Regions from separate parts of the Sus scrofa genome. Here all the other regions are linked to region 3. The links are chromatin contacts, called in public Hi-C and HiChIP or PLAC-seq maps. All regions are on one chromosome and are shown on one strand. Each heading gives the region's core, a stretch centred on a gene start, on an enhancer-like site or on the middle of the called end of the contact. The rest is flanking DNA. Distances are from core to core; before and after follow the strand shown.

Region 1 (4,404 bases), core at 560-3,059, 320 kb before region 3:
GAGAGATGTGGCTTCTAGTTCTAGGGCTGGTGTTGTGAAAAACAGGTCTCGTTTTGGTTTCTTAGCAGTGGAGTAGAGTCAGCAACTTGGGGGGGGGGGGGAAGGCTGGTAAACCAATTGGTCCTAGTGATTTTGTTTGTTCTGACTGGCTGGTTTTGCTAACCTAATCAGTTTGATTATTTCAGTGTTTCTAGAAGTGGGGTTCTCTGGGGTCGATTTAGGTTCCCTCCTAGCAATGCATGCATACCATTCAGAGTCTGCCGGTTCTTGGAATACGGCATGTTATGCGGTGAAGACTTTAGGCTCTAGACTTGAACTGTCTTGAGTTTGGATACTTGTTGCATTTATTTACTGGCATGAACTATTTAATCTCTGCCATCATCTCTTGAGAGTTGCTGTGAAGATTAAATTGTGTCAAGTGCTTAAATCCGAATCTGCCTGCCATGTAGAAAACACAAACATGTTGGTTATTTGTGTCTTTTGTAGTGATTGTTCTGGAAGATACTGGCCCCCATGCCTTCTAGGGGTTTAGCATGTTGTGGGGAAAACAAGGGAACTAAATACTTAAAAGTGTTACAGTTTCAAAGAAAAGTAGGCAGGGTGCTGTAATGAAGGGGAGTGTGAGGGCGGAGAGCTATACCCTATCTTTCGGGAGGTCTGAGGATGGGCTATGTGAGACCTGAAACAGGAGCCCATCAGGAAGTGAGATGGTGAGAGTTCAACCAAGAGAACTGTGTGCAAAGGTGTGTGCAGGTCTGCAGGGTCTTGTCAGACATGGAGAAGAGTTTGGGTTGGAGTCCCAAGTGCAATATAAAGTTACCAAGTGCAGGTAAGGGTTTTAACAAGGGTCTCGTGTGATCTGACTTGTCTAGTATTTTCTTTGGCTGACTTTTCTGGAGGGCTGGCAGGTAAGAAAATTAGGAAGCCAGTTAAGCTGATGCCATCCAATTGAGGAATAAGTAGCTTAGGCCACCAGTGGTGGAGGGGGTGCAAAAAATGAGCAGACTCCTCAAATCCATCCAGAACTTGGTGGGCAAATAAATGGGCCATGTTGAGATAAAGACAAGGAATTTCGAAGGCAGCCCAAAGGCAGGACTGGGTGTGAGTGAAGGACCACAGAACTAGAGCTTACTTTCAGGGGTGCCGTGGATCGAGGCACAGTTTGTGGGTCAGTCACTCCCCCACACCACTACCACAAACTAAGCTCTATTAGGACAGGTACCCTTTTGTATATGGTCGCACCCCAGTGCTGCTGCAGTCGGATTTCCTTTCTTCCTTTCTCTCTCTCTCCCCCTCCTTTCTTTCTCTTTTTCATTTTAGGGCCTCACCTGCAGCATATGAACATTTGGAGGTTCCTACCTGGGCTAGGGGTTGAATCAGAGCTGCAGCTGCTGGCCTACATCACAGCCAGAGCGACGCCAGAGCCAAGCCTATGGGACTTACGCTGCAGCTTAGCGCACGGCAATGCCGCATCATTAACCCACTGAGTGAGGCCAGCGATCTAACCAGCATCCTCATAGGTACTAGTTGAGCTCTTAACCCACTGAGCCACAACAGGAATTCCCTGCAGTCAAATTCTTAACCTACTGCACCACAGTGGGAACTCTCTGCCTTTTTGCTCCTCAGTGTGTTACCGGTGCCTAGCGTGGAGGGCAAAGTTAAGCAGGAGCTCAGATATTTGTTAATGTTGCTTTCTTAAAAGGCGAAATGTGCATGATAATGTGAGAAAATAAAATGTATACATGTATGTGTAACTGGGTCACCATGCTGTACAGTAGAAAAAAAAAATTGCATCAGGGAAATAATTTTTAAAAAATTTAAATGGAGTTCCCATTGTGGCACAGCAGAAGCGAATCCGACTAGGAACCATGAGGTTGTGGATTTGATCCCTGGCCTTGCTCAGTGGGTTAACAATCCAGCATTGCCGTGAGCTGTGGTGTAGGTGGCAGACGCGGTTCAGATCTGGCATTGCTGCTGCTCTGGCACAGACCAGCAGCTGCAGCTCTGATTAGACCCCTAGCTCAGGCAGGTGCAGCCCTTAAAAAAAAAAAAAAAAAAAAAGGACAAAAAAAAGGAGGGGGAAATGTCCCCAACACACACGCCCAGTCTAGACTAGGTGCCCCACTTCGGCCTTCCTTCCACTCCGCTTTGTGTCCAGCGCAGAGACGTCTCATCTCCAATGGGCTTGGCATATAATAGGTGCTCAGCAAAGATCGATTGGGTTTCGCCACAGCGATTTATCGTGCAAAAAAGGCAACCACTAGGGGGCGAGCTGGCACCACCAGAGCGCCCTGCGGGACGCACTACCTTTCCCAGCGCGCAGGGTGGGGCTCCGCGGGAGGCGTTGACGATGCTCGCAGCTCTCGCTCCTCCCCTAGCGCTGCTCGAGAGAGGGGTGGGGCTTGACTGCCGAGTGCGGGCGGAAACTGCCGAGAGTCCTCAGGGCTCCGACTCTGCGCTCCGTCGGCCCCGCGGAGGGGCGGAAGTAACCGAGAAGCGCCGGAAGTTTCCGATCCTGTGCGTTCCCGGGTGGCCTGCGGCGCCAGTTGCCATGGAGCCGGCCGGGCCCTGTGGTATCTGCCCGGCCGGGGAGGCCCAGCCGGCGCGCTACACCTGCCCTCGCTGTAATGTGCCCTACTGCTCGCTGCGCTGCTACCGGGCGCATGGCACCTGCGCTGAAGACTTCTACCGTGACCAGGTGCTGGGAGAGCTGCGCGGCCGCAGCGCCTCACCCAGCCGCCTGGCCAGCGCCCTGCGCCGGCTGCGTCAGCAACGCGAGACCGAGGATGAGCCCGAGGACGCAGGCCTCAGGCCTGGCCCGGCGCCCGGCGGCCTCTCAGGACTCTGGGAGCGGCTGGCCCCGGCCGAGAAGGCGGCTTTCGAGCGGCTGCTGAGCCGGGGCGAGGCCGGGCGGCTGCTGCCCCCGTGGCGGCCGTGGTGGTGGGGTCGTGGGGCCGGGCCGAGGCTTCTGGAGGAACTGGGTGATGCTCCGGGCCGTGACGCCGATGAGCTGGAGCCTGCCCCCGCGGGGTCGCCGCCGGAACCCGTCAAGGATGAGCCCGCGGCCGCCGGGCCGACTCCCGGAGACGCCCCCGGGGTCTGCGCGCCCGCCGTGCCCACCCGGATCCCCACACTGGCCAGCCTGAGCAGGGGCCGCGCGTCGCCGCTCGTGCGCTTCCAGCTGCCCAATGTGCTGTTCGCCTACGCACACACTCTGGCCCTGTATCACGGCGGCGACGAGGCGCTGCTCTCCGACTTCTGTGCCACGCTGCTCGGCGTTTCTGGAGCCCTGGGCGCCCAGCAAGTCTTCACCTCTGCCGAGGAAGCCCTGCAGGCCGCAGCCCATGTGCTGGAAGCAGGCGAGCATCCGCCCGGGCCCCTGGGCACACGGGGTGCCATGCGAGAAGCCGCCCGCATCTTGCTGGGTGAGGGCCCGGCCAACCAGAAAGGCTACACGCTGGCAGCCCTGGGGGACCTGGCTCAGACCCTGGGCCGGGCCCGGAAACAAGCCGTGGCCACCGAAGAGCGAGATCGCCTCTACCGGGCCCGAAAGAAGTGCCAGTTCCTGCTGGCTTGGACGAACGAAAATGAAGTGGCCCTCACACCGTTGGCTCTAGACTGTGCCAGGGCACACCGAGCCCACGCTGTCGCAGCCGAGGAGGTGGCAGCCCTCACTGGGGAGCTGGAGCAGCTTTGGGGAGGCCCCTTGCCACCTGCCCCCAGGACTCTCATTGAGGAGCTCCCGGGCTGAACTGGAGACACTCTGTCATTAATAAAACTGCGACTGGTCTGCCCTGTCACAGGTGCCCATTTCTGAGTGACAGCTGTTGTCCCAGCCACCCCCAGACTACCTCTCAGCTTCTCCCAGATCAGAGCTGACCCAGCTATTTCTTAAACAGCCTGGCCCCAGAAAGGAAGAGAAGCACCACCAAGGGTTCCAGATGTTTATCCAAGGGGGAAGAGCAGCCCCTCCACTCCGTTTTTGAGCATGGGCTTCATCTTGCCCTTGCTCCAACCCCCTGTCTGAGGCAGTTCACCGCTGCCTGTTGGAGCTCAGGGTGGGGTAGGGTGCCGGCCCTAAAGTCCCAGGCATGTCCAGGCCCCTGGTGCTGGGTGTGCTGGCAGATGGGCCTGCCTGCATATGCCCGGCCTGGGGTGCGTGGAGCTACTTCAGTAGACATAGGGCATGATTCGGTAGGGCACCCGCCGGCAGTATTCGTGCCAGGCCAAGCCATACTTCTGTAGACACTGCTGCTCATCGCGGGCCTCCCGGTGCACCAGCAGCGCAGTGAAGTAGAGGAGGTAGAAGTAGGGCAACAGGTGGGACACCCCTGGGGGGAGAGGGGTCTCTGACCACTCAGCCAGCCCCCCAGATCACAAAGGTTTCCACAGTTCATGGCTCAC
Region 2 (4,501 bases), core at 496-2,995, 410 kb after region 3:
CATACACCAGGTCTGAGCCCCAGAAGGGGGAGTCTCACCTTGGAACAGCCAGGAGTAAAGGCCCCAGGGACTCCAAACAGCACCCCCTTCTTGCCCTTGAACAGCTCTGCCAGGTTCACCTTTTTCTCAGGCTCCCCTTCAAACACCACCACCGATGGGATGGCATCTCCCACCTAGAGGCAATGACAGCCAGGTAAGGGGGTGGGTGCGAGGGAGGCCAAGGGCACGGTGGTGGGGGCGGGGGGCAGCACAGAGGGCCTAGTAGCCCTGCCCAGTCAGGGGAAGACACCCAGCGGCAAAGTCCAACCCTGTCAGAGCTTCAGAGATGCCTCCCCAGCCGCCACCTGGTTATCCCACACCCTTCAGGTTTCAAGGTGGCCCGATTCCTCTTAAGGGCCAGTTGGTGACAACAGAAGAAGTGGGAGAAGGCCCCCCTGGGTGTCGCAAGAGGTTGAGTAAACAAGCGAACTTACAGGAAAGGAGTGGGATAAATGGGCAGGAGGAAGAGGCCCTAAGGGACCCAGAGGGAAGGGACACTGGCCATGTCTGAAGGTCCCACCCCAAGAAGAGAAAAAGGTAGGACAGCAGAAGAAGGTGGGAGGGTTTGGGAGGAGGGATGCAGGTCCCTATAACCAGAAGGTAGAGAATGAGCAAAGGAATCTCTGGAAGGGGGGAAGAATCAGTGGACCTGGGAGTGTGTGTGGGATTCATGGGGCCAGAGGAGGTAGACAAACCGGAGGAGATTCGGGGGTGAGGGGAGAGCCTCGGAGAAACGCAGCAGTTAGCTGGAGGATGAAGCAAAAGGAGGAGGGGGTCTCAGAAGACGGTGGGGCAGGGGGAGTCCCAAGGAGCTGGGAATGGTCCCAGGAGATTAAACTTGGCAGAAGAGTGGGATATCCAACAGCACGACAGAGCCAGAGGGAGGGTATAGGGGAGGGCACCTATGGGGGCTGGAAAGGGCAAAGGAGATGGTTCCATATGGTGGGGGAAGCCATACTCAATCTCCTGAAACTGGTGGAGACCCATGGAGTGAACGGGGAACGGAAGACGAGGGGAAGGCCCTGGACCATGGGGACTGTCCCAGGTGATGGGGGGTAGGGACCCGAGGCCGGTAAAACTGGCGAAAATGTTGCAGCCACAGGGTCTGTTGAAGAGATGAGAGGGACAGACAGGCGTGAGGTACCTCTAGGGCGGCGGGTTGGGGCCGGAGAGCAAGAAAGAGGGTGTCTCTCTCCGAGACAAGGGGGACGAAGGGCCTTGGAGAAACAGGCGGGGGAGGTGGGGAGGACGAAGATGGGTCGGGGGTCAGGACTGGCTGGTCCAGCAGTCACCTTGATCGGGGCCATGGCTACACCGCGCTTCTCAAATCTCGGACCCTGCCAAGCGTCCACTCGAGGTCTCCTTCCAGGCACCCTCGGCTCCCGCCGCTGCCACTGCTGCACACTCAACGGCAGTCGCCCGGGAGCCCACCAAACCTGCCGGGCTGCGCAGAAGGCGCAGCCGCACCAACAGCCTGCGGAGCCTGGAAGCCCCAACGGCTCCACCCCCACCTAGAGGCTGAGTCGGAGGCCTGCCCAACGGGCTACGTAACCCGGCGAAAGGCGGGGCAAGGGGCGGGGCTTGGACGCCCCAGGTGGCCGGCGAGGCGCCGCCACTGCGCAGGCGCGGGCGGCGCGCGCAGGGGCGGAACTTTCGGCGATCTCGGCGGATTTGATGTAGGGACGGGATCAATGGCGCACCTTCCTGTAGGCGGAGCCTTCCGCTGCCCCGCAGCTTATTTTCCTTCAAGGATAGGGTGCCTGTTCTGATGGGCAGAAGTTACAAATTGGGGCGGTATTTCCGTTCCTTCACCGAAAGCGAGGACGAGGTGGCGAGGGGAGAGAAACGGTGGTGTCAGGCGCCTGTATGCGAGTAAAACATTTTTATTTTGCATTCAACGAAGACTCCTGCATCCCCGCTGTTTTACACGTAATTTGCATTGTACACGATTTGTAGCAATTGGAGGTCTGTCAGCCAAAACCACTGGGCCTGCGTCATAGCAAGCTCCTGCTGAGATGCTTCCGGGAGCCGCGCGTGATCCCATCCCACCTCTTCTCCCGCGAGCGCAAGAAGTTCCAGCAAGTTCGCTGTTTCCGCTCCTCCCACATGTCCGATAGGCTAGAGCGGAGCGGCCGGGAAGTGACGCCAGCGGGATCCGGGCTCTTTCCGGCTCGGGCTTGGCGAGAGCGCGTTGTGGCGACATGAAGCTGCTCACCCACAACTTGCTGAGCTCGCATGTGCGGGGGGTGGGGACCCGTGGCTTCCCACTGCGTCTCCAGGTACCCGCTGTCGGGGGCGACCTCAGGCCCCCTCTCCCGGGCGCGGGGTGGGGGGCGACTAGGAAAACCAGGATCCGGGCTTTGTCTGACTAAAGTCTCTCCGCCCCGCAGGCCACCGAGGTCCGCATCAACCCCGTCGAGTTCAACCCGGACTTCGTGGCGCGTATGATACCCAAAGTAGAGTGGGCGGCGCTTCTGGAGGCGGCCGACACCGTGAGGACCCTCCCTCCCCTGCACGTCCTCGGGGGTGGTGTCCCTGCAGCCCTGTACACCAGGCCAAGGAGCCTGGCCTCGGGGCGAGGGTCGGGGATCCCCAGAGATGATTTAGGCGTCTTGCCCACAGTTGCATCTGGTCGAGGTGCCCAAAGAGCCGATTCAGGGATACGAGCACGATGAGACATTCCTGAGGAAGATGCACCACGTGTTGCTGGAGGTGAGAACCTGCCTGTCACTTGCTTTGCAGCCCTGTACTCACACCTGGAGGCTGCCAGTGCTCAGCTTTGTAACCCTTTTCCTGCAGGTGGATGTGTTGGAGGGCACCCTGCAGTGCCCAGAGTCTGGACGTTTATTTCCCATCAGCCGTGGGATCCCCAATATGCTGCTGACGGATGAGGAAACCAAGACCTAAAACGGTGCCGGGCACCAGTTTGTCATTCTGTGACCGTGTGTGTTTTTGTGTACATAAGTCTTGTTTGCTAGTTCCTTTGTATCCCCGACCCCGGGCCCAGTGACACACCAAACACAGTGTTATTGAGCTCGATATTATATTCTTTTTTCTCATTAAAGGTTCAAAACCAAAAGCGGTTTCTCTTTGCAGCAAATATACATTAAAATAGAGTCTCTGTACAGCCAAGGGCTCTGGGCCCTGGCTTGCCCCATGTCCCTGCGCCTCCCTGGCCAAACCCAAAAATAAATATAGTGTTATTGCTCTGCAGGGCATAGAGGCAGTGCTCTCCCTACCCCCTGAGGAGGCTGGGTGGGAGCTGATGGGGGGGCCCTGGCCACCTCAGGGGTCCAGGGGCTGGAGCCTGCTTGGAGTTATTGCTTCAAGGGGAGGGGGCAGTAATGCCCAATGCAAATGATGAGGAGAAGAGCGAAGAGAGCAGGGGCCTTTGCTCTCCAAATCCCCCTCTGGTCTGGAGAGGAAGTCGGAATAAGCAGCAGCAAAAGCTTCACCCACTGGGAGACTGTGGCCTCCACTCCCTTCCCTCCCTGAGATCAGGCGTCTGCTCCCCCCCCACCACACACACAAACATGTCCCCTGCAGCCCCCTATGGCTTCCGCAAGGCCCCCTACACTCTGGGGGCACGTTATGGCTTGCGAGGGGCAGCACTGTGCCCAGAGCCTGGGCACACGTTGCCAGCTTCTAACACCCCCTGGGAGGGGGGAGGGAGGGCGTAGGGCCTGCTCCCAGGGGCTGATGGTGTTGCCCTGGCCCTGCCAGCAGGCTGTGGCACTGCCCAGACCCCAGCTCTGCCCCTCTGGGTGGACCCTATGCTGAGCGGGTCCTGCCAGCACCCCCACCCGTGCCCAGCCCTTGCCTCAGTCCATCATGGCCTCGAGCATCTCCAAGAACAGCTTGTGCATGGGCACCTTGCCCTCCAGCTTCACCCCATAGAAATGGGCCAGCACTTTGCCCGCTGTCTGGCGAAGGAGTGGCAGCGTGAGCAGCAGCCTGCCTGCCCGCCGCCGCTCAGCCCCGCCTCCGGGGCCTGCCCGGCCAGCTTCATACTCCAGCAGGGCCTCATGCAGAGCTTCTCGCAGCTGCTCCACAGCCTCAGCATCTTCAATGTGCACAGAGTCTGGGAGGAGAGGCAAGAGCCGCTGATTCCAGAAAGGGCAGAGCCATATCTATGGGTACTGCTGGATAGGGACCCAGGCAGGACCCAGACAAGGATTTGCTGGGGCTCCACTCACTGCGCCTGCCCATGAGCCCGGGCCCACCCTCTCTCCCTGAGGTGCAGCCTCCTATCCCCATCACTTCCTCCCACTAAATGGTTCACCTCTCTGCAGAAGGAGGGGCACTAGGGCTCAACTCCTACCTGCGGTTTCTGGGCCTGCCCTTGCCTGGCTTTGTGACTTTCAGCACATCACTCTTCTTTCCTAAGCCTTAGTTTTCCTTGTCTGCAAAATGGGACTGTGCTACCATCAGTGTTAACAACCCCAGGGCCTTATGGAAACAC
Region 3 (4,685 bases), core at 1,687-4,186:
ATACATATATGGGCTTTGCTTATTTTACAAAAACAAGATCATGTGATATATATTTCTCTGCTTTTTTCTCATTTAACAATAGAGGAGTTCCCTGGTGGCCTCAGTGGTTAAGGATTTGGCATTGTCAGTACTGTGGTTCACTGTCCCTGCTATAGCTCAGATTCGATCCCTGGCCCTAGAACTTCCACCTGCTTTGGGCGAGGCCAAAAAAAAAAAAAAAAAAGAAGACTTTGAACACATCACATTATATAATCACATGCCTTGCTTTGGGGCAGAGTCCCTGGAAGGGGATTGTTACACTGAAAGGGTTTTTTATTTTTCCTGAAAGGGATACCAGGGCAATAGGTAACAGAAGGCTTTCCAAAAAAGAATTTGTAGTAGATGTTAACACTTTTTTTTTTCTATTTGATGGTTATTTAAAGATTTCTTATTATCACCTTAATCTGCATTTCTGTTTTGAAGGTTGGTACCCTTTCATGATTTTTTTGGCTTTTTGGATTTGTCTTCTGAGACCTGCCCATTCGTAGTCTTTGCTCATTTTCTATTGTTTTTGTTTTGTGTCCTTTTTTTTTTTTTTGTCTTTTCAGGGCCATACCTGCCACATATGGAGGTTCCCAGGCTAGGGGTCCAATTGGCGCTACAGGTGCCAGCCTACACCAGAACCACAGCAACGCCAGATCTGAGGCGCGTCTGCGACCTACACCCCAGCTTATGGCAATGCCGGATCCTTAACCCACTCAGCGAGTGAGTAAGGCCAGGGATCAAACCCGCAACCTCGTGGTTCCTAGTTGGATTCGTTTCTGCTGCACCATGACGGGAACTCCAAACTCCTTTTTTCTAGTTTTTAAGACTTTTTTTGCATATTGTAGATATTAGCTCTTTAGATATGTAGGGAAGGTATATTTTTGGAGTTCCCACTGTGGCTCTGCAGAAAAGAACCCAACTAGTATCCATGAGGATGTGGGTTCGATCCCTGGCCTCACTCAGTGGGTTAAGAACTCAGCATTGCCACCAGTTGTGGTGTCGTCTCAGACGTAGCTTGGATCCCCATTGCTGTGGCTCTGGCATAGGCTGGTAGCTGAAGCTCCAATTTGATCCTTAGATTGGGAACTTCCATATGCAGCGGGCGTGGCTCTAAAAAGCAAATATCTTCCTAAGTGTTATAGTCTGTTGACTTCGATCATTGGGTTACTTTCTTGAGTAATCAAATATCCCTTTTATTTATTTATTCATTTATTTATTTTTGCTTTTTTTAAGGCTGCACCTGTGGCATATGGAAGTTCCCAGGCTAGTGGTCAAATCCGAGCTGCATCTCCACAGCAATGGGGGAATCTGAGCCACATCTGTGACCGTACACCACAGCTCAGGGCATTGCCCAATCCCTAACCAATTAGCAAGGCCAGGGATCTAACTCACATCCATGATACTAGTCAGTTTTCTAAACCTCTGAGCCACAATGCAAACTCCACATCTTTCATGTGAGTTTCTCGTCTTCATAAGTCTTCATAAAGACTCTACCTATAGATGACTAGTAATTTCTTTCTTTCTTTTTTTTTTTTTTTTAGGGCCACACTGCAGCCTATGGAAGTTCCCAGGCTAGGGGTCGAATCAGAGCTACAGCTGCCGGCCTACACCACAGCCACAACAACACAGGAGCGGAGCCGTGTCTGCAACCTACACTACAGCTCATGGCGAGGCCAGATCCTTAACCAACTGAGCAAGGCCAGGGATCGAACCCACATCCTCATGGTTCCTAGTCGGGTTCGTTAACCGCTGAGCCAGGAAGGAAACTCCGACCCTGATAATTTCTATGTCTGTTTTACTATTGAGATTTAGAACTTTTTATACCATTTACTAGCTAAGTCTTTGCCTTGTTGGAGAATCTTTTTCCAGACTTCTCTGTTTCACTAATTTGCCTTTCCCACAACAATACCACATTGTTTCATTATTGTATCTTTTATATGCGTATCCTCTGGAAAAGCAAGCTCCTCTCAACCTCATTTACAAGTTTCCCCACTATTTCCATAGTTATTATTTGATATGACATGATTTAATCAACCCCAATCACGTTGGGAATTCTAATTCCAATGCACTGTATCTGTAAACCAATTTTCGGAATTGACAACTTCATATTGCTTTCTATCTAAGATACCTGTACCTCCATCGGCTCAGATACCATTTTTAATCCCTTAGTAGGACTCTACTTTGTAGCTTTTTTCCCCATTTTTAATTTTTTTCAAAGAAAACAGGAAGTCTCCTTTTACCTGAGTCGTCAACGGATCAAGTTTACGGGCGCGCGCCAGCCCCTCCCCCGTCCCTCGGTTCCGGGTTACCATGGGAATCGAGGATTGACGTCATCTAGGGCTTCCGCGCCGGACCGAAGATCGACAGGGAAGCCAGGGCCTGAAAGGCGGCTCTGACCATCTACGCATGCGCGCTCTTGCTCCACTCCTCCCCGACCTTAAATCTCATTCGGCCTGGGCTTTTCCGGCGCGACCTCTCGCTTAAACCCGGCGAGACTACTCCCCGTGGGAGGGGAGTAGAGAAAGAATCGAAACAGCGACAGCCAATCCCATGACACTACGACGCAATCGTGATTGATTGACTCCATCAATTCCAGCCAATGATAGAGCTGTTGGCCCCACACGTCATAGAATTTGCCCCACCCGATCCCCTCCTTTCTGGACTCCGAGCTCAGTCCGCGCAGTAACAAATGAAGTGCGCGCTGCGACACCTCCCAGCTCGCCAGGCTCGGCCGCCATTTCCTCGCCAGGCCTAACGGTCCGGCCAATCCCAACGCACATCGAGAAGGGCTAAGGCTCCACCAATCGGAGGCCGCAGATTTCGACCCCTTGCCTCGGCCCGGGCCAATCCAGGCTCCGGCCCCGTCGCCCCCGGCCCGCCCCCGCGGCGCCCTCTCTCCTCCCTCTTTGTGCGTCTCGCGCCGCCGCCGCCGCCGCCGCCCGCCCGCCGCGTGAGAGGACGGGATCCGCGCGCTCCGCGGAACGCAGTCAGGTTCCCTCCCCTCGGAAGAGTCACGAAGGAGAAGCCGTCGCCGCCGAAAAGGAGCCGCCGGTGCCGGTCCCCGGGGGCGCCATGGCGACTGGAGCGAACGCCACGCCGCTGGGTAAGCTCGGCCCCCCCGGCCTTCCCCCCATCCCCGGCCCCAAAGGGGGCTTCGAGCCGGGGCCACCGCCTGCCCCCGGGCCTGGGGCGGGGCTGCTGGTGCCCGGGCCGCCGCCGCCCCCGCCTGTGGGCTCGGTGGGGGCCCTGACCGCGGCCTTCCCTTCGCGGCGCTGCCTCCGCCACCGCCGCCGCCGCCGCCGCCGCCCCCCCGCCTCCCCAGCAGCCGCCGCCGCCGCCGCCCTCCCCGGGCTCCTCGTACCCACCGCCGCAGCCGCCCCCTCCGCCGCCGCTCTACCAGCGCGTGTCGCCACCGCAGCCGCCGCCGCCGCCACCCCAGCCGCCGCGTCAGGACCAGCAGCCGGGCCCGGCCGGCGGCGGAGGAGGTGAGTCGGGCCGAGAGAGCGCGAGAGGCGCCGCGCGGATGGGCCCGGCCGGCTGAGGGGCGCGCGGCGGTGGCGACGGCGGCTGCACGCGGCAGGGGCGCGCGCGCGCACGGGGAGGCCCGGGCGGAGGCGCCACGGGGCGCGCGGCCTGGTTCTCGGGCCTCGAGTGCGCACGCGCGGTAGGGGAAGGGGTGGGGGCACGGCGGGAGGAGGTTTGTTGCGCGCAGGCGCAGTGTGGCGGCCGGGCCTTAAGGCCCCCACTAAAATCTGGCGGGAGCTCTCTTGTTCTCCACTCCTAGTGTAGGGGAGTGGTGTGGAGGGGTCGAGTGGGTGGATGGGGTGCTGGGTGTGCATGTCTGGAGGGCTTGGAAGGGTCAACTGATGACGTGGAACATCCTTTTCTGGTTGTAGAAGAGTCGTAAAGGGAGGAAAGTACAGAGAGTAGCTCCTCTGTTTCTACAGTAAGGCAGCGTTTTCATTGCAGAGAATGAAAGAGATTGAAAGTCTTTAGGGGATGGTTGGGTCCGGTTTTTTGGTGTGTGTGGGGGGGTTCATTTTGGGGAAGGAAATTCTCCTTCTTATCTTCCTTTATGTACCTTAAAAGAAGTCTGACCCGCCTTCCTCTCTTGAGGCTTCCCCTTAGGCCTAGCTCCTGAGAAGTGGAACACTTTTGTGAACCAAGTGCTAGGGAGTTCTGCCTGTGGACTAGGGTAGGAGGATTTGGCTACTATTGTGTAGCTTGTTTTTTGTTGACCTTTTGATGTATCCTTTAGACATTAAGTGACCAACTAACTGGCCAGGAAAACTCAACGCTGATCTTAGCTAAACTTAGAAAGAAAGTGATCTTGCTGAAGGAACTTTTTCACTTAGTAACCGTAAGGTTGGTTGTGTTCTGGCTCCCTTCAAAAGGTGACAGGTGGGGAGGTGGAAGTGGGAGGAGCCAGCAGGTCCCAGTGTTGTTTTATGGACTTGTCTGAATATTGAGTCTGCTCTTATTGCCTCTGGGGCTGTTAATGTGTTCATGGGCAACTGTGTAATATACATATATGTCCTCAACACTTTATTTCACTACTTGAAACTGTGCGTTGAGATTTAGGTTGTTCTCGTGCTTCGCAGAATTTCTGTGGTCAAAAACTGTAAATGTGGAATGTTAACTTTTCAGACTCTGGTCCAGGT

What was found. A called contact is a pair of places that touch in the nucleus more often than the background predicts. HiChIP or PLAC-seq counts read pairs in DNA pulled down with a chosen protein or histone mark.
Region 1: a contact with region 3 is called in an H3K27ac HiChIP or PLAC-seq map of alveolar macrophages. The contact joins the promoter of ZNHIT2 here to the promoter of SF1 in region 3. A contact is called at or near these places in 1 of 5 promoter capture datasets (liver), 3 of 47 Hi-C or Micro-C datasets (liver, mesenteric adipose tissue and skeletal muscle) and 1 of 2 datasets of contacts at active chromatin or transcription factors (alveolar macrophages).
Region 2: a Hi-C map of liver shows a contact between it and region 3, with 4 times the contacts expected there. The contact joins the promoter of TRMT112 here to the promoter of SF1 in region 3. A contact is called at or near these places in 2 of 47 Hi-C or Micro-C datasets (heart right ventricle and liver).

Annotation. Positions count from the first base shown.
Region 1 is chr2:7,072,848-7,077,251 of Sscrofa11.1, forward strand. It overlaps ZNHIT2 (zinc finger HIT domain-containing protein 2), which reads left to right and starts at 1,810. Exons shown (of 1, transcript XM_003122543.4): 1 at 1,810-3,810. The coding sequence starts at 2,180. The coding sequence ends at 3,751. TM7SF2 (delta(14)-sterol reductase) reads right to left here. Exons shown (of 10, transcript XM_003122542.4): 10 at 3,931-4,331. The coding sequence ends at 4,171.
Region 2 is chr2:7,800,439-7,804,939 of Sscrofa11.1, forward strand. It overlaps TRMT112 (multifunctional methyltransferase subunit TRM112-like protein), which reads left to right and starts at 1,746. Exons shown (of 4, transcript XM_003122572.5): 1 at 1,746-2,318; 2 at 2,430-2,531; 3 at 2,662-2,751; 4 at 2,839-3,118. The coding sequence starts at 2,241. The coding sequence ends at 2,946. PRDX5 (peroxiredoxin 5) reads right to left here and starts at 1,517. Exons shown (of 6, transcript NM_214144.1): 1 at 1,332-1,517; 2 at 39-173. The coding sequence starts at 1,346. It overlaps ESRRA (estrogen related receptor alpha), which reads right to left. Exons shown (of 6, transcript NM_001170521.1): 6 at 3,861-4,120. The coding sequence ends at 3,861.
Region 3 is chr2:7,388,359-7,393,043 of Sscrofa11.1, forward strand. It overlaps SF1 (splicing factor 1), which reads left to right and starts at 2,937. Exons shown (of 15, transcript XM_003122587.5): 1 at 2,937-3,280; 2 at 3,283-3,344; 3 at 3,347-3,509. The coding sequence starts at 3,097.